Linked DNA regions of Ovis aries: region 1 is linked to region 2. A link is a contact called in public Hi-C data. All regions are on one chromosome and are shown on one strand. Each heading gives the region's core, a stretch centred on a gene start, on an enhancer-like site or on the middle of the called end of the contact. The rest is flanking DNA. Distances are from core to core; before and after follow the strand shown. Region 1 overlaps LOC121816352 (a long non-coding RNA gene). Region 2 overlaps LOC121816352 (a long non-coding RNA gene).

The links. Hi-C and Micro-C count contacts between places; a contact is called where the count stands out from the background.
Region 1: a contact with region 2 is called in a Hi-C map of mixed tissues, with 3 times the contacts expected there. The contact joins two enhancer-like sites. A contact is called at or near these places in 3 of 16 Hi-C or Micro-C datasets (liver, mixed tissues and skin fibroblasts).

What each region holds. Positions count from the first base shown.
Region 1 is chr1:167,526,412-167,529,617 of ARS-UI_Ramb_v3.0, forward strand. LOC121816352 (a long non-coding RNA gene) reads left to right here. Exons shown (of 9, transcript XR_006055889.2): 7 at 1,927-2,017. Among named protein-coding and RNA genes, the nearest start is that of ZPLD1, 280 kb to the right of the region's middle. Within about 2 kb of position 1,655, at least 5 of the 54 cell types and tissues checked have an H3K27ac peak or open chromatin away from gene starts, as enhancers often do.
Region 2 is chr1:167,451,186-167,454,062 of ARS-UI_Ramb_v3.0, forward strand. The region is part of intron 6 of LOC121816352 (a long non-coding RNA gene); the gene reads left to right. Among named protein-coding and RNA genes, the nearest start is that of ZPLD1, 350 kb to the right of the region's middle. Within about 2 kb of position 1,511, at least 11 of the 54 cell types and tissues checked have an H3K27ac peak or open chromatin away from gene starts, as enhancers often do.

The DNA.
Region 1 (3,206 bases), core at 405-2,904, 75 kb after region 2:
CTGAGACCCATTTCTACTGCTAAGAGAGTCAGTTAACATACCTGGGTCTCAATTTAACTATCTGAAATATGGTGCTTATGAAAGATGGTGTTGGATCGTCTGGGTAAGGGGTGTTGGTCAGGAAGTGCTAGGCATTTCATCCAGCACTGTAAGTGGGTTAGTGTGAGCAAAAGGTGATATAGACCATTTTCTCTGTGTGTGTTTAGTTACCAAGTCGTGTCCAATTCCTTTGGGACCCTGTGGACTATAGCCCACCATGCTCCTCAGTCCATGGGATTTCCCAAACAAGAATACTGGAATGGGTTGCCATTTCCTTCTCCAGGAGATCTTCCCAGTTGAGGGATCAAACCCTCATTTCCTGCATTGCAGGTGGATTCTTTGCTGCTGAGCCACTGGGTTCTACCAACTCTATAAAATCTGTGAGGTGTGAGAACATTGTACCTTATGGGACAAACAAAGGGATTTTCCGAGTCACTCTGTAAATTACTAGGTAAATATAAAGTGACATTTCTGTTTCTGAGACAATAAATGTCAAAGAGAATTTTTCTGTGCACTGGTTGTGGCAGATTTAAGGCAGATGCAACCATGATGTTGATTTCACAGAGAAGAATCTGGAGACAAGGTTGTCAAGGCTGTGATCCCAAGTGTTAATGCATTAGCATCTTGGGAGTTTCGAGGTCCCTAAGGCTTTAAGATTTGTTTGCCTCTAGTGTTATTAAGTTATGGCCACTAGAAAATTCTGTCTTATCTTCATTTCACAGAGCTATCTAGAAATAATGAATATTCGGAAACCCCCATTTTCAGTTCAAGACCCTGTACTTCCATCCCTCAGTGTGACTCTCAGAACCTCCCATCCCTGTCCCTGTCATTTATTGTTGAATAGAGGTTGTAGAGGAAAGAGGATGATGATCCCCATTCTGCAGATTCTTGCCCTGGAGATGGTGCTGAGGCTCCAGCTGCGTTTTGGTACCTTGTGCAGGAAGAAATCACAACCTCAAGCAGTGATCCCATGCATTAGGGAAGCGAACCCAGGGCACTTGGGTCAGGAACTCAGTTAGTGTGTTTCTCATGTGCAGGAACCTGATCTTGGGTCCTCACACAAAATCTCATGTGCAGTAAATGCTCAATAACTGCTGTTAAAAAAAAAAAGAAGAAGAAGAATGCCTTACCCAGTCAGGCTGCATGCATCACTGGGGAGGCAAGGCCAGCCTTTGTCATTGGCCTATAATGTCGGTTCCATGGGATGATTTTGAAGTTGCTGTCAATCACCCTGTCCCCCCAGTTACTATGCTTCTGGATGATTGCAATTCTACTTTTGGACTTCCACCAATAAAAAGTCTTGTTCTCTGACAAAATGCAAATGTGCCCAGGAGAGCAAAATTTCATCATCAGATTCATATATCTTACTGAATTTGAGTTTTTTCGATCTCTCCTGAGAGGAGAGTTTGACTAAGGATATTGAGAAGAGAGAGAGAGTAGGAGTGATGAAAAGACAGGGGAATAGTAGCTACAAAATATCTGAGTTTACAGACACCACAGTTATGCCTAGAACTGGTCCTGATTGGTAGACTGACAAGGCAGCTATCCAAGGATAATGTGTATTCACTATGACTCATTTTTTTCCCACTCATTCCTTTACACTTCAATAGGAATACAGGCAATGGGTCAAGTGCCACATACACAGGCAGTCACGGATTATTAACACAGTCACATCTAGATGCACAAAGAGGACAGGAAACATTTTTAGTCTTGCAGCCCCACTTCCTTGCAACTGATTGATTAGCACAGTAACATGAGCAAGCACTAAGCCCTGGGCTTCAGGTGACACATTCAATTAATGACATTCAGGCATGCAAAGAAAGATAAGCATTCTGGTACCAGGCAATTACAAATTATAGACTAATGAATGCGATTTTGTTTTCACAGATTTTCCCATTTTACTCTATAACACTGGGATCAACATTCATTAGCTCAGAAGGATCTAGGTTCAGGCATGCTGGCAAGGCATCAATATAAGGTAAGCTTCTGCATTTGTTCAATGTGTATGCCAGATTAGATGGAATTACCAAACTTAATCTGACCTCTAGTGGCATTTGGTAATAATGAGCACACTTGAAATATACCTAGAAGCTTTGCTGTGGAAATCCTGCCATGTTTTATTTTAAAACTGGAAGAAATCTTAGAGATGATGTGCTTAGGAAGCATCCCACCCACTGCTCCATTCTGCAGGTGAGGAGATGAGGTCTAGAAATGTTGAGTGATTTGACTGAAAGATTGAAGAGCTAATTGATAGTAAAGACACTAACGATAGAATCCAGGCTTTTATATTTCCATGCAAATATGATACTTTCATCAAAGAAAAATCAATATGAAAATATGTTTAAATGTTGATAAGGATAAGCTGAAATATACAAACTTAATGGCTTTTTGAATACTGTGAGTCAAAATCATCAAGGCACTTTCAGCTCAATATCTGAATATTTTAGTTGAAAGCATATGGAAACTCAATCAAAATTACTGACTGCAGTTGAAACATTTTTTTTTATGTTTAATACATTGATTCTAATAGTATTTATTTTTAAATTAATTTATTTGTTTTAATTGGAGGCTAATTACTTTATAATATTGTAGTGGTTTTTGCCATACAGTGACATGAATCAGCCACGGGTGTACATGTGTTCCCCATCCTGAACCACTCTTCCACCCTCTCCCCATCCCACCCCTCACGGTCATCACAATACACCAGCCTTGAGCAACCTGTCTCATGCATTGAACCTGGACTGGTGATCTCTTTCACATATGATAATATACATGTTTCAATGCTATTCTCTCTAATCCTCCCACCCTCACCTTCTCCCAGAGTCCAAAAGACTTCTATACATCGGTGTCTCTTTTGCTGTCTCACGTATAGGGTCATTGTTACCATCTTTCTAAATTCCATATATATGTGTTCAGTTCAGTTCAGTTGCTCAGTCGTGTCCAACTCTTTGCGACCCCATTAACCACAGCACACCATCCTGTCCATCACCAGCTCTCAGAGTCCACACAAACCCATGTCCATTAAGTCGATGATGCCATCCAACCATCTCATCTTCTGTTGTATCCTTCACCTCCTGCCCTCAATCTTTCCTAGCATCAGAATATTTCCAATGAGTTAGCTCTTTGCATCAAGTGGCCAAAGTACTGGAGCTTCAGCTTTAGCATCT
Region 2 (2,877 bases), core at 261-2,760:
AAAACCACAGATATCTTTTCCAGGCTGCATATGTATAGCTTTCTGACTTACTTAAAAGAGAACATCCCATAGCAGTGATTTGGAATAGTGTGGATTAAATCAAATGGCACAGACTGGTGATCTAGATAATAAAAATTCCCTTTCATACCCTTATTTGTGATTTCAGGCAAACATCTAGTTTGAGAATCAGCTATATGAGGATAACTGTTACCTTAAAAGATTATTTTTCTTTTATAACTTCCAGTGTAGAAATGGTTTGGTACACAAGACTATAGAGGATAGTGTAATGAACTTCTAATACTGGTCAGTCAGCTCAATAATTATCAACATTTTGCCAATTTTGTTATTTTTCTCCATTCTTTCTCTTTTCTCTTGAGTATTTCAAAGCAAATCCCAGAAATCATGTCATTTTTCAGCATGCATCTCTAACTGATAAGCCTTTTATATTTCACAATAAGTATGCCATTACTCAATCTGACAAATCTGAGAATGATTCCTTAATATCATCTAATACTGAGTCCATATAATATCCTCTACTAGCCTCCCAATTTTACACTCTAACTCTAGGTCATCTGTAACCTCACTAGGACTCTTATCTCTGGGAAAAAGCAGATCAATAAAGGGAACAAGTGGAAAGCATCTTTGATCTTTTTTTCAGTCCAAAGCACCAATGTAAATCCACTCTTTCCATACCTCCCTAATTCTGAATTCTGCTGCCACTACTTAGAGCAGTGTTTCAATGTCTAAGAACTGGGAGCAAGGACAGGCTATTTTTATGATAAGCCAGAGATGAAATTCTAGAATTTATCCTGTCTAGAATCTCTTTTCCAAACCCTTTGGGAGGCACATGGTCAGGAAGTGGATTTAGCTGTTGGTTTAGAAGCAGGATTTCCTCATAAGGAGTAAGATATTTTCATTAAATGATAGGTCTGTTTATATTTTCAAGTAATCTATAGTATCCTTAGTTGTAGTGGGTCACTCGTTCATATCTTCAGTGAACTTTTATTTAGTGCTAATTGTGGGTAAGGCATCATTTAGTAAGGAAAATATAAGATATAAAACAAAAAGCACTCTACAGAAAATAAAGTACAGTGGGAAGTCAGAAGCAAACTGTTTTTTAACTTGGGTGGTTTACAGACGAAAGGAGCATTTGAACAGAACCTTAACAGACTTCTAGAATTTGAGCAATTTGAAAAGTCATTTTGGGTGGAGGAAAGAGAATGAGCAAAGGCACAAAGGTAGGAAAAGTAAAATATGTGCAACAAATAAGATCAGTCTGGTGAACATGAAATTCTTCAGTCCAAACATCACAAAATGTCGTGACTAGCCATGCAGCTAGGTGTAGATATTACGTAATCACTCAGTAAGCAGAGATTCCAGTAACTGCTATCAGTCACTGCTGCCAGGAACTACTAATCAGGCAGCATGTTTAGAATGTCAAGATGATGATTGTTAATATGTGACCAACCAAGAAACTTGGTGCCTGGTAGAGGCATCTGACCCAATGTGATATAATAATTAATCCAACTGGGTAATATTTTACCTTCAAAACCAACCCAGTGGTTGGGTAAATAGGCAAACACTGTTACTGTTCATTTGTGAAGAGTATTTTGGCAACTTCAAGAGGCTTGAGAGGAACAGGTTCCACATGTGAAGCTTCTTTTGCTATAGAGCGGGATGTTCCTTAGAGCATTCATGTGGCAATATCATATATATATATATATTTTTTTTGCTTTCTAAACTCAAAATGCTACAACTACATCATTAACATAGAAATAGAAAAATCTTATTGACCTCAACCTCAAGCTTACAATTAATGTGTCTTTCAGCTAAAGGGTGAATTCAAATGATGGTAGCATTGCTGATTTAAGTTTTCTTTGTTGCATTCAGCACTGAGCTAAAATGTCCTAGATCAGAGAATGATTCCAAGTCAAACTAGTTCAATGTCTTAGTCCAGGTTATGTGCTTTATGGGCCCTGAGAAAAAGGCTTTTCTTTTATTCCTCAACATTAGCTAGAAATGCATTTTCAGCTAACATTTGTCGTGTGTTTATTATGTACATGACACTAGGTCAGGTACATCATAAGCATTACCCATTTTAATCTTCAAAACAACTCTATGACAGAGGTTAATATACTGATCTCCATTTCAGAGATGAGGAAGCTGGGGATTAGGGAGGATTAGTAATTTATACCCAGTCACATAGCTAATAAGAGGGGCAGGGCTGATTTTTGAGTCCTGCTGGTCTGCTACAGCAGGCTATAGGCATCTGAGCAGGGACAGAGGCCTGTGTGTTGTGATGAGAAGCAGGCAAGAAGAGGCTATCGCTTTTGTCTGCCTTTCTGTCTCTTCAATTTCTACCCTGCTCTTCTTCCTGCTTCCTCATTTTTTGCTATTTGTCAAAATCACAACTCCTCTATTTCCGTGTTCCTTGTATGTAAATCTTTTTTTCATTTATATATTAATTTATTTCTCATTTCACTCACTGATTTATCTCTAAGGTAGCAGGCTTTGTCTGCTAGGAAATTACAAGGAGAGCTAGTAAGTGAATGAATGAGTGGATACAGTACAATGAAATGAATGGAGTACAGTTGCTTTGAGGGCATAAAGAAGGAAAAATATAAAAATTTGAGGCCTGGGAGATTATGCTTGAATTGTGTCTTAAAGGAAGAGAAATTAAATGAGGAAGCAGGAAGAGCTTTCCAGGCAGACACACTAGCATTTGTATAGTCACTGAGCTGGGGCAATAGCCAAACATAACTAGGATCTGATGGTCATATGGGATGGTGGAATAAATGCAGAGTGTTTCCTGGGAGTGTTGAAAGATGAAGCTAGAGAGAAAGGCAGGGGCAAGCCTGTAAATTTCTTCAGTGCTAA